3 separate regions of the Mus musculus genome follow, and regions 2 and 3 are each linked to region 1. The links are chromatin contacts, called in public promoter capture Hi-C maps. All regions are on one chromosome and are shown on one strand. The core of a region is the stretch at or near the end of the contact, and the rest is flanking DNA. Distances in the headings are between cores, read along the strand shown.

The links. Promoter capture Hi-C pulls out the DNA fragments that hold promoters and counts their contacts.
Region 2: a promoter capture Hi-C map of hippocampal neurons shows a contact between it and region 1, with 5 times the contacts expected there. The contact joins the promoter of Olfr958 here to the promoter of Spa17 in region 1. A contact is called at or near these places in 2 of 39 promoter capture datasets (cranial neural crest and hippocampal neurons).
Region 3: a contact with region 1 is called in a promoter capture Hi-C map of cranial neural crest. The contact joins the promoter of AW551984 here to the promoter of Spa17 in region 1. A contact is called at or near these places in 2 of 39 promoter capture datasets (cranial neural crest and hippocampal neurons).

The regions. Positions count from the first base shown.
Region 1 is chr9:37,611,950-37,615,575 of GRCm38.p6, reverse strand. Spa17 (sperm autoantigenic protein 17) reads left to right here and starts at 1,856. Exons shown (of 5, transcript NM_011449.2): 1 at 1,856-2,020; 2 at 3,558-3,626. The coding sequence starts at 3,587. It overlaps Siae (sialic acid acetylesterase), which reads right to left and starts at 1,755. Exons shown (of 10, transcript NM_011734.4): 1 at 1,650-1,755. The coding sequence starts at 1,716.
Region 2 is chr9:39,549,251-39,553,139 of GRCm38.p6, reverse strand. Olfr958 (olfactory receptor 958) reads left to right here and starts at 2,271. Exons shown (of 1, transcript NM_146330.1): 1 at 2,271-3,209. The coding sequence starts at 2,271. The coding sequence ends at 3,209.
Region 3 is chr9:39,601,780-39,605,334 of GRCm38.p6, reverse strand. AW551984 (expressed sequence AW551984) reads left to right here and starts at 1,683. Exons shown (of 20, transcript NM_001199556.1): 1 at 1,683-1,808; 2 at 2,024-2,120.

The DNA.
Region 1 (3,626 bases), core at 607-3,106:
CCTAAAAATCCTCAGTTTTCTTTCTCACTCCGGAGCTAGTTCGATCAGGAAGCCTACATGGCAATCAAGGATTATCCGGAAAGCTTAACAACCTCAAGAAGCATGTACCATGAGCAAAATACTCTGGAACCACAACATCCCAGAATTGCATAAGCAGGATGGCAGCCTGCTGGGGAAACCGGGAGGCATATGTGTGGGAGGGCCCTGTCTTGGGTAGATACAGAACAAAAGCTGAAAAGTAAACGCATAAATAAGAGCTAAGCAAAGAGAAGACTTGAGTTGGAAGAACAGAGTGAAGAAAATATTCCTTACATGGGCAACAATGTTGCAGTCCATAGGATGGGGAATGCCTTCCCAAGCCCTTCTGTGTTTGCCAACATTCAGTTATAGAAGCTCTTTGTGAATGGATTTATGGTGAGAAAAAAAAAATTTAGAGGTGGAAATTATCTTTATAATAAACGTGTTAATTGTGTTACTACCGATGAAGAGATATAACCTAACCACATTACCCATCAAGGGACTAGAGCACAAATAGATTAAGCAATTTTAAAGAATAATTAGAACAGCTATGAATTCAATGAATATCTCTTTAATGATACCTAGTACTTTACACATTGAGACTGCAACCCTGGAAGGAAAAATAATTCCAATAGTAGATAAAAATTCTTGCTGCCAAGGATCTTACAATCTACTAGGAGCTTACTCGTGTAGCAGAGTTCTTAAGAAAGAAGACAGTAATGTCCTTGACAGGCCTCAGAAGGTAGTTTATGACAGAATGAGAATCAACGTCATCTAATTCCAAAGGAATTGCAATTTCATTTTTGCTGTGAGGATAATGGTAATGGGACCACAAATTCCTAGCACTCCAGCCAAGAGCTTTATCACTGAGCTATATTCTCATCCCCCCCCCCAAATTTCATTTATTGACAGTCTATGGATGAGGTCCACTCTTTCAGTGATACAAAGAAAAGAAGGGTGGGTGGCTCCAGCAGTAACCTTTTACTTTAAGTGAATAGATTCCTATCTTTTGATATCTCCATGCAGAGGGCAATGTCCAGCTCAGGTTAGTCAGATGACAAGCTCTGACCTGCACAATGGCCAGTGTGAAATAGCTCCCTCTCCAGTGTGATGAGTCTTACCCCTCCACTAGTATCTCTTAGGCTGTATCAAAATTCAGAGCTGAACCTTAAATTATTCTGAGCTAGTGAGGGGGTTGTATTTCTTAGCCCTAATAACCACTTAGAAACTAGTAAAATTTAATTCCCTCAAGGCACCCATCCCGACAGAAGCCCTCCCCAAGGGCACTACTGAGGGGGCAGGTGTTGAAGTATTTTGGATGACTCAGACACCTGTTTCCAAATATTATCTAACTAAGCTTCGCCCCCTTCTCTTTGAGCTCTCCTCAAGGCTTCGGTCTGGGGACTCTGGAGCCTATTCCAATGGGTAAACCGAAGTCTCTCCCTGCCTCCTATGCTGCAAATGAGGTACCCTGCATGAAAAAGGCAGTAGATGGGCCCAACAGTACCTTGAGCCAGAACTAGGTGCGAAAAGTCCAGTTCTGACTCAAACCAGACCTTTAAAGGGGACGCATGCCATGATCCTGCAGAAGATCTGAAAGGCAAGGGTCCGGCACAGCTGTGACACCTCACCTGCACTTCTGCTGACTCGCGCGATTATGAGCAGCACTATCCCAAACACAGGCCCCGGGGAAACCATGTTTGTGAAGATCCTGATTAACCCGCCGAATTCAGGAAGAGCCCCTATGCGGGGGCGGGGACAGGGCAGAGGCGTGGTCTTGCGTAGTGGGCGGGGCCTGGGAGGGTCTACCTATCGGGCCCCACCCTCAAGCCTTCAGTACGCGAAACCATCAGCGGCGCGGCGCGGCGCGGCGCAGGGCGCTCCCCTCCCGGCCTCCGTAGTTAAAAAAAAAAGAAAAAAGAAAAAAGAAAAAAAAAAACGGTTACCCAGCAACGAGATAAAACACTGGAACCATCCGCACCAGCTTGAAGAGAAAGAAGAGGTGAGGCAGTTTCCCCCACTCCCTCTCCAATGTGGAGGCTTCGCCATTTTCCTTCGTGCCGTAGTCTCTCCGCATCTCCAATACTCCCGCAACTCCTGGACCAGACAGAGAGCCTGGCAAGCCCTTTCTCGGAGAATCTGGAACGCTAGGTCTTTGGCGTCCCGCCCACGGTTTGACCTGCTTCCCCTCGACAGCCTGTCCTCCCCCGCCCGGTTCAGGGCTTTACACAGCTCTCAAGATTCGATATCTAATCTGCTGTTTGTGGCCAAAAGAGAGAAAGGGAAGAGACTCCACAGGTTAGGCCTTGTTAAACCTCTAGTCCTCCAGCCTCGACCCCAACCAGCGCCGCCTTTGTGCTTCTTGGGGGAGGCAGAGGGAGCACACGCCCAGACCCGAAGCTCTCTTTTCTCAATAATCAAATCCTATGTCAGCCACCTTTAAGCCAGTCCTCGAATAATAAGATAAAAGAAGGCCTGAGAAAACCAGAAAATAAGATTCCCCAAACATCAAAAGCTGACTCCCAAATACACGACCTCCCCTTTCACAATCCCTCATCAGAAAGCAGAGGCACTTGAGAACATGCTTCAAAAGTTGGGGCTGAAAAACAAGTGAAACTATTCAACAAATTATAATAATTTCTAGAACGACTAGATTTTTGTTTGCTTGCTTGCTATTTGTTTGATTTTTGGGTTTTTGAGGCAGGGTTTCTCTGTTTAGCCCCTGGCTGTCCGGAAACTCACCCTGTAGACAAGGCTGACCTTGAACTCACAAAGACCCACCTACCCTTGCCTCCCAAGTACTGCACTTGAAATAGTTTCTTCTCAGCAATGTAAAGGGGATTGTTTATACCAGCTTCTCAGCAATCATTGTCTCTTCAATACTGTGGGCTTGCAACATCTACCCTCACCTCTTAAGGACAGAAAAACAAAGTACTTAATCTAGTGAAAACTGTGGTTCTCTAACTTTGAAAATATGTATTTGTCTAATTTAATGGATCTGGATTTATGATACTATAATTCACAAAGCATAGTGTTTATCCACCAGGCTGGCTCTAATCGCCGCACTTGGGAGACAGAGGCAGGTAGATCTCTGAGTTAGAGGGCAGCCTGGTCTACATAGTTACAGAACAGCCAGAGCTATGTTGAGAGACTCTGTCTCAGAAAACAAACAAAATAGTTCAGTGGTAGAATTCAAAACTCTAGGAGAAAAGGATAGACGTGGTGGGGTGAATTTGGTGTTCATTTATTTAGTATGTGCATGTGTATGGGCACGGCCTCCATGATGTCGTCAGCCTATGGAAGTCAGAGAACATTTTGTGAGAGTCAGTTCACTTCGGCCACAATAGGATGTGCGTGGATTTGATTCAGATCTACTGAGATAGAGAGAGCACCAGGACCTAGATTGTGTGACTTTTTTCTTTTTAAAGTCCAAAATATGGTATGTGTGTTTGAGAAATGATTTGAGTCGTGATAGTGAGTTGGTTTGTGAAACTTGTGATTATATAATTTAAATTAGGCACTTTTTACTGAATCTTTAGGTACCATATAGGCAATTCTTTCCGAGGAGATGTCGATTCCTTTCTCCAACACCCACTACCGAATTCCAC
Region 2 (3,889 bases), core at 1,022-3,521, 1.9 Mb before region 1:
TAATAGTTTTGGGTATTTTCTGCTTATAGTTTCGGAAGACCCAACTGAGTCCAGAGTAAGAAGTATGAAAATTTTATTTGAAATTGGGCATTAAAAAAAAAAAAAGACCAAGGTATACTGCTGACACTTGACTACTTAATATTATGTATTTATGCTGAGGGATGATATCTATGTGGATCCCAGACTGAATTATAGTCATTATATTTTTCTCTTTCCCTAGGTCAGTCATGGAAATAGCATGTCTGTATATGGCTCTACATTTTTAACTTTCATTTTATTATTTAAAATAATTTCAAAGTAATGCCACTAGATAAGGCATTATCCGAACAACCTTAGTTGGAATTGTTACTAGTATCTGATTATCCTTTCTGTTCAGAAACCTGTTGGAATAGCATACATTCACTGACTCTGAAGGGCTCCAAAATCATTTAAATTTCCATATATGAGAAAATAATGAGGTTGCCTGGAAGGCAGTTTTGTGGAATACAGAGGCACATTCAGTTTTTTTTTGTAATTGTCCCTGTTTCTTGGCTAAGAAGAACTTTAGTGAGCATGAGAGAAGATCCCTCAGTGGTTTCTCCAGAAATCTCCAATTTCAATATGAATCAACAGCCATGTTAAGACCAATGGACAGAAGCTTAAAGAGCACACTTCCTTCTTGTAAGTCATGTTAAGTGTCATGTTCACATCTGCTCATAGTGCATGTTATCCATAGAAGAGAATCTGAAATGCTTGTTTACAAATGATCTCAGAATCCAGGATTTATAAAATCATCCATTGATAAAAAAATAAAATATAGCAATTTCTTTCTTTTTTTTTTTTTTTTTGATCTTGCTTGAGAATCAGCTCACAGATACCTTTCTTAATATTTCCTTTTACAAAGAATTTGTACTTGATTCAAAATGCCTAATAAAATAGAAATTCTCAATAAGCCTGTATTTAGATAGGTTTATTTGCATTTCTATTAAATGGATGACAGGCATTTGGAATGGATATGATAAATACATGTGTAGCTCTCATTTGTAACCTACTTATTTTCCTTCTTTCTTTTCTTCCTTCTTTCTCTTCCTCCCTCCTTCCCTCTTTCTTTCTTCCATCCTTTCTTCCTTCCTTTCTTCCTTTCTTTCTTTCTTTCTTTCTTTCTTTCTTTCTTTCTTTCTTTCTTTCCTTTCTTTCTCTCTTCCTTTCTTCTGTAGAACAATAGCAAGTGTTCTCCAGTTACCAGAGCCAAAATATTTAGTGGATTGTAGCAAAAGCATAGTATCAACTACTTTACAAGGTTACTTGGGAACATAGCTATCTGATCTTTCACATAAGTATGTGAAAAGGAAATCAATTTATCCAGTTCTTTCTAGGCACTGAACAATTTTATCTTGAGAGCTTTAATTTCTCAGCATTTCATAATGCCAAGTATTATACTTTCCACTATGGGTATAGTTATACATGACACAGTGTACTCCTAGACTTCACAAATATTTGTATATGCGTGTGTGCTGATGTGCACAGTCAGAAAGACACATTAATCTTCCATTGCTTGCTAAGAGGGCAAGAACACAACTAATGTTTGTGCCTGGTTCAATAGGTGCAGCAATATGAAAATGACATCACAGATAACAAAGTGAAAAGACTGATATCTACAAAAAAAATTTTAGATCCTAATTTCTCCCATTAACCTGGATTTAGCTGAGTTGCTTATCCTAGCCAATGCATTAGTATTTACTTTATTCCAGACCTAAAGCATAGACATTCTGTGAGAATTAAGTGAACTGAGATTAAATAAACATGTTTTAAGCAGTTAACTAGTGATCAGTTAATCTTACTTCATGAACAAAGGGGTAAAATGTAAGGCTACTATTAATAGTGGGTTGCAAATAAAATGGTGTTGAAATTGTAGTTCCTGACTCCAGTGATGTGAAAAATTTTAAATTATTTTGAGGCTTGATATTTCTCTGCCATGGCGAAGGAGCAGCATATATTTATGTGGATATTGTCCTTACTTTCTCAAACATGATCTTTACTCAGCGTTAACTTAACAAGAAACGTCTGCACTTGGAATCAATACAGCAAAACTATTTCGTGGACAAAACATTCAGTTGGCTATGGCAAGAATTTTTGTAATAACATTTTCTAAATTGGATTATGAGCAATCTTTCTGTGGCATAGAGCCAAACACACTGCCAGTTGCATTTCATTTTCTGATCATGTGCATTCTTTAGCCAAGACTTTCTCCACCACCGATGCTTCTTCTTCCTCTCCTGGAGCTGCCTTTCATGGAGATAAAAAACTGCTCAGTGGTGACTGAGTTCATCCTCCTGGGGATCCCACACACAGAGGGCTTTGAGACTCTGCTTTTTGTGTTATTCCTGCCCTTCTATGCCTGTACCCTAGTGGGAAATGTATCTATCCTTGTGGCTGTTATTTCCTCAACTCGCCTTCATACACCCATGTATTTTTTCCTGGGGAACTTGTCCGTATTTGATATGGGTTTCTCTTCTGTGACCTGTCCAAAAATGCTCTTTTACCTTATGGGACTTAGCAGACTTATCTCCTACCAAGACTGTGTCTCCCAGCTCTTCTTCTTTCATTTTCTTGGGAGCATTGAGTGCTTTCTGTATACAGTGATGGCCTATGACCGCTTTGCTGCCATTTGTCACCCTCTTCGGTACTCGGTCATCATGAACTCTAAGATCTGTGTGGCTCTAGCTGTGGGCACATGGCTATTAGGATGTTTCCACTCCAGCGTCTTAACTTCCCTCACCTTCACTTTGCCTTACTGTGGTCCCAATGAAGTAGACCACTTCTTCTGTGACATACCAGCCATCTTGCCATTGGCGTCTGCTGATACCTCCTTAGCACAGAGAGTGAGCTTCACTAATGTTGGTCTAGTGTCCCTTGTCTGCTTTCTCCTGATCCTTCTGTCCTATACACGAATCACAATCTCCATCTTGAGTATTCAGTCAACTGAGGGGCGTCAGCGTGCCTTCTCCACCTGCAGTGCCCACCTCATTGCTATCCTCTGTGCCTATGGACCTATAATCACTATATACCTACAGCCTACACCAAACCCCATGCTGGGAACTGTCGTGCAAATTCTGATGAACTTGGTAGGTCCAATGCTGAACCCTTTGATCTATACTTTGAGGAATAAGGAAGTAAAGATAGCCCTGAAAAAGATACTGCATGGGAAGGGGTCAGTTTCTGAGGGTTAGGAAGAATCCATCATCATCATCATCATCATCATATCATCAAAATCACTTGTGTGATATAGCATTGATCTTGCCATTATCAATTTTGCTGATATATCCTTAGCATAGAGAGTGAGCTTCACTAGTGTTGGTCTTTTATTAGTTTAGCCTTAGTTGTTGTTTTTGCCTTTTTTGGAAGTAATATCTACTCAGAAAAGAAGGTCTCTCTCACAAAAGCTTCATCCACTATATGTGAGACAATCTTAAGCAGAAAGACAAAAAGAAAAAAATATAGTAATTGAGCAAGAATATTGGCATACCTCTAAAGAGTATTGGCACTTTCATATATACATATATGTATATATATATATGTTTTTCTTGGGTAATAGTTTTAAATATGATAACAACAGTTGACAAATGTAGTTATGATTTTTAAAATTAATTTTTTTCTCTTTAAATTTTTAAATCATAATATAACTACATTTCTCCCTTGCTTTTCTTCACTCCAAACCTTCCCACATATCCTTTCCCACTTTCCTTCAGATTCATGGCCTCTTGTTACTCTAATTGTTATTGCATGCACACATATATCTGTACACACACATTTATTCCTAATTATAACTTCATCTATATAACATTACTTGTGTACTACTGATCATTTGGCACTGGAAAACCAATTGGTATGCCATTCCTTGGGGCAAGAA
Region 3 (3,555 bases), core at 434-2,933, 2.0 Mb before region 1:
GTGAGGAAAACAGTTTCAATGACAAAGATAAAAATGAAAACAGGAACATATGTAAGGAAAGTGTAAAAATGGTAAATGAGTGCAAATGTCTACTACAATAAGGGAAAACTGTGCTCTTTTCAAGACAAAGAAAACAAACAAAAGAAAAAGAAAAAGAGAGACAGGAAGAGAAATGTCCCAATGGCTTGTTATAAGCCAATTTTTATGAGGTCATATTCTCAATCAAGATTTCTTCTTCTCAAATGACCCCAGCTTATGTCAAGTTGAAATAAAACTAGCTAGTACTGTTGGGTAATCATATTCCTATCTCCTCTTATTGACAAAATACAAATTCATATACCAGTGCCTTTCATATATACACAGATGTATGTACAATATGTATGCATATAAAGTGACGTTTTTCTTTAAAGGTTTGATCATTGGACTCATGAAAAACTTTAAAATGGAAAAAGTAAATTACACATTGTTTTAAAATAAAGTTTGGATTTATGGTTAACTATAAAGTTCTATTTATTTGTGTATATTTGCCATAAATACTCCCCAATTCTGCTTCTTACAAGATGTGTGTCATGTCTCCTCTGTGGAAGACAAGTTCTAGGTTTTTATTTCAGCACAATGGAGGAAGAAATCTGTTTAGTATGCCAGGTTTTGGCTTTTGCTGGTAGATAGTCCAGCAGACAGTGAGCAGCACCAGATGTGATTTCTACAGTGTGTGCCCTGAACGGAACATAACCTGGGGATGGAAGCCAGGATACCTCAACTTCAACTCAAACTTCAAACTTCGAAGCGCTGATGTAAACCCATTGGTAATTAAATTTGTTACAGAAGCACCGCATTTCCACACCGGGTCTTTCTGTTGTTACAATTTTAAATGTTCACGTGAAGAAGGATTTGCCTGCCTTTGACTTTGCCTGGTCTGTGATCCATCCTCTGCATCTTGGAAATTTAACAGGGATTCTCTTCCTTGCAGATGCTTCAGTCATAGAGTTGCTATGTTACAGCAGAGCCAGAGAGGTGGGCGTGTTTTCCAGGAAAATTAATCCGCAGCTGTTTTCATTTTTCTTGACTCACAGCACCGGGATTTCTGGGGAAGGTAAGAGCCAGCGCTGCAGACATCCCTCTCCCAGCTCTGAAAACACCCAACCACTCCCATCCCGGACATTGCCTTCCCTTCCCCGGCTCCACTTATTCAGGAGGCCCATCCCCCTTTAGGGGCTTGCTTAAACTGCAAGAGCCAAGTGTGGGGAGTGGGTACTTGTGAGTGATTTCTGCGCCATTGGAAGTTTATCGGGATGCAAGAATCCTTTAATCATCTAATAACCTCAAGCAAGTCCCTCTTGTTCTCATCTGTCTTAAACCGTCTCTTTCTCTACTTCCTTAAATCTTTGGCGCCTACTTCTTCAAACTCTGAAGTTCCTTTCCTTTCAGTCAATTAAGTTATCAGCTTTATGTAAAATTGTGCCATGGGAGTGCAGTTAGAACGAAAACTGAAAACTGATTGGAGCTCTTAAGTTCTTAAAATAAATAAATATCAGGAAGTCTTGAGGTGCTAAAAATCAAGAGCAGACAATTGAAAATTGAAATTACCCCCCCCCCCAAAAAAAACTATGTAAGCTCCCCTTTCCAAGTCTCCTCCATGGTTAGCTTCTAGTTCCCAGCAGCCAACAGCAGGGGAGTGGCCAGCTGTTTCTTCACACTCCCGCCCCCTTCACTGCAGTTGTTCTGCCCTGAGGGTCCACACCGGAGCTGATCCCGGGTGACTCACTGAGAAGCCCTCGGTCTTCCACGTCCACCACCAGCAACAACAGGTTCTTGGATCTTGGTCCCACCTGAGGAAACTCTCTACCTTAGATAGACACTTTTCTCATTTTTTTTTCCCCCCGAGAGACAGAATGGAGCCTTGCCACAATTGACTGTTTATATGAGAAAGGGTGGAGTGGTCAGGAAAATCCCTCCGCGAGCGAAATTTACTATGAGGTTAGATTCAGGAAATAAAGGATATTTGTTTTGTTTTTCACTACAGGTGACTGTGGTCTGCCTCTCTCCTCTCAACCTCCTGCAGTGGCCACTGCCAGCCTGAGATCTCTGCTGCCAGACACAGTACATCTTTCAGCCCTTGGGTGAGTCTCCTGCTCTAAGCTTCCTATTGATATTAGGCATTCTTTTCCCTGGCCTCATGCCTTTCCTATACATTTTGTCTTATTTAAAGGACGCCCCCCGCCCCCCGTATTTTTTCCTAGATACTCTGTGTTTTCATAAATTATCATCTGTTGCAATTCTTGCTTTGCTGTCAAGCGGTAAAACATTTTAACAGCCAGGATTTATTCCGCAGCTGTTGAAGAATAACAAGTTGAGCCAGAATCATAGCTGCTGATTTGTGGGAGTGGGTGTGTGTGAGTGTGATCAACATGCAGATTGCGCGCTCGCTCTCTCTCTCCCTCTCCCCCCCCCTCTCTCTCTCTCTGCGTGTGTGTGTGTGTGTGTGTGTGTGCCCGCGCGCGCGCACGCGCTGCCTATACTAAGCAAATGCTGTATCACTAAGATACGTCACAACTCAGATTTGTAATTGCTATTAAAATGAGGATGGTTGGCCCAGGAGTAGCACTGTCCACTGCTTTGGAAGCTTTGAGGTAGGGCTGTGCCACAAAGAAAGACAAAAGCCCTTATTTGCATAGTTGTAGGAAGGTGGAGGTATTTAAATCAACTGCCCCTTCAGCCGGTTCATCAGCATCAGAGCAACAGTTGTCCTGAGCATGCTGTGTGTTCCAGGCAGTGCCGCTTCAGCTCCAGTGAAAAGTACCTTTGTTGGTGCCTGCCACTGCAGCTCAGGTCATTTTTTTCTCTTTTCTTTTTTCTTTTTTCTTTTTTTTTTTTTTTCACAACGGGGGAAGAGAAGCTAGGTGATGATGATCAGATACAGAATGCTCTCGTGGAAAAATTTACACCCATCATAGGTGTTAGTGCAAAAACGGTGTTCACTTGCGTGGGTTTTTAGTCTCTTTAATAAAAACATTAAGAAAGAAGCTGACTTAGAAGGAAGTTCCAGGATGGTTATATTAGAGTTGGAGGAAAGAAAGACAAACCACTTGGCATCTGCTAGAAGGAGAAGAGAGGCTATCCATGCCCTTAATATAGGCATTTATGTGGCTGTCAAAGGAGAGTTTGGGTCTATAGAGAAACATCTAGAAAGCTTGCCCTACTACCATAAGCCAGTAGGCAATAGAGTCCTGTGTGACAGAAGCTCTGTGAACTCCACATTGTGGGAAGGCTAACAGTTACCAGGGTAAATTATCTCGTTAAGAAGACAGTCCTTTCTCTTTAGCTGGCTACCTTTTGGAGAGGCTCCTGACCTGGTGACTGACAAGCCCAACTGTATTAACTCGTAAGATAAGGATAACAATATATAATGTATGGCTCTAACCAGGGCCTTAGGTACAACTCAGATTTTATTCTTTTCACCTGGAAGAAGTACCTCTCCTTTAATTGCTCCCCCACCACACCCTGCAAAGCCCTCATACCTCCCCATTTTCACATGGTATTTTCAATCCTGAAGTG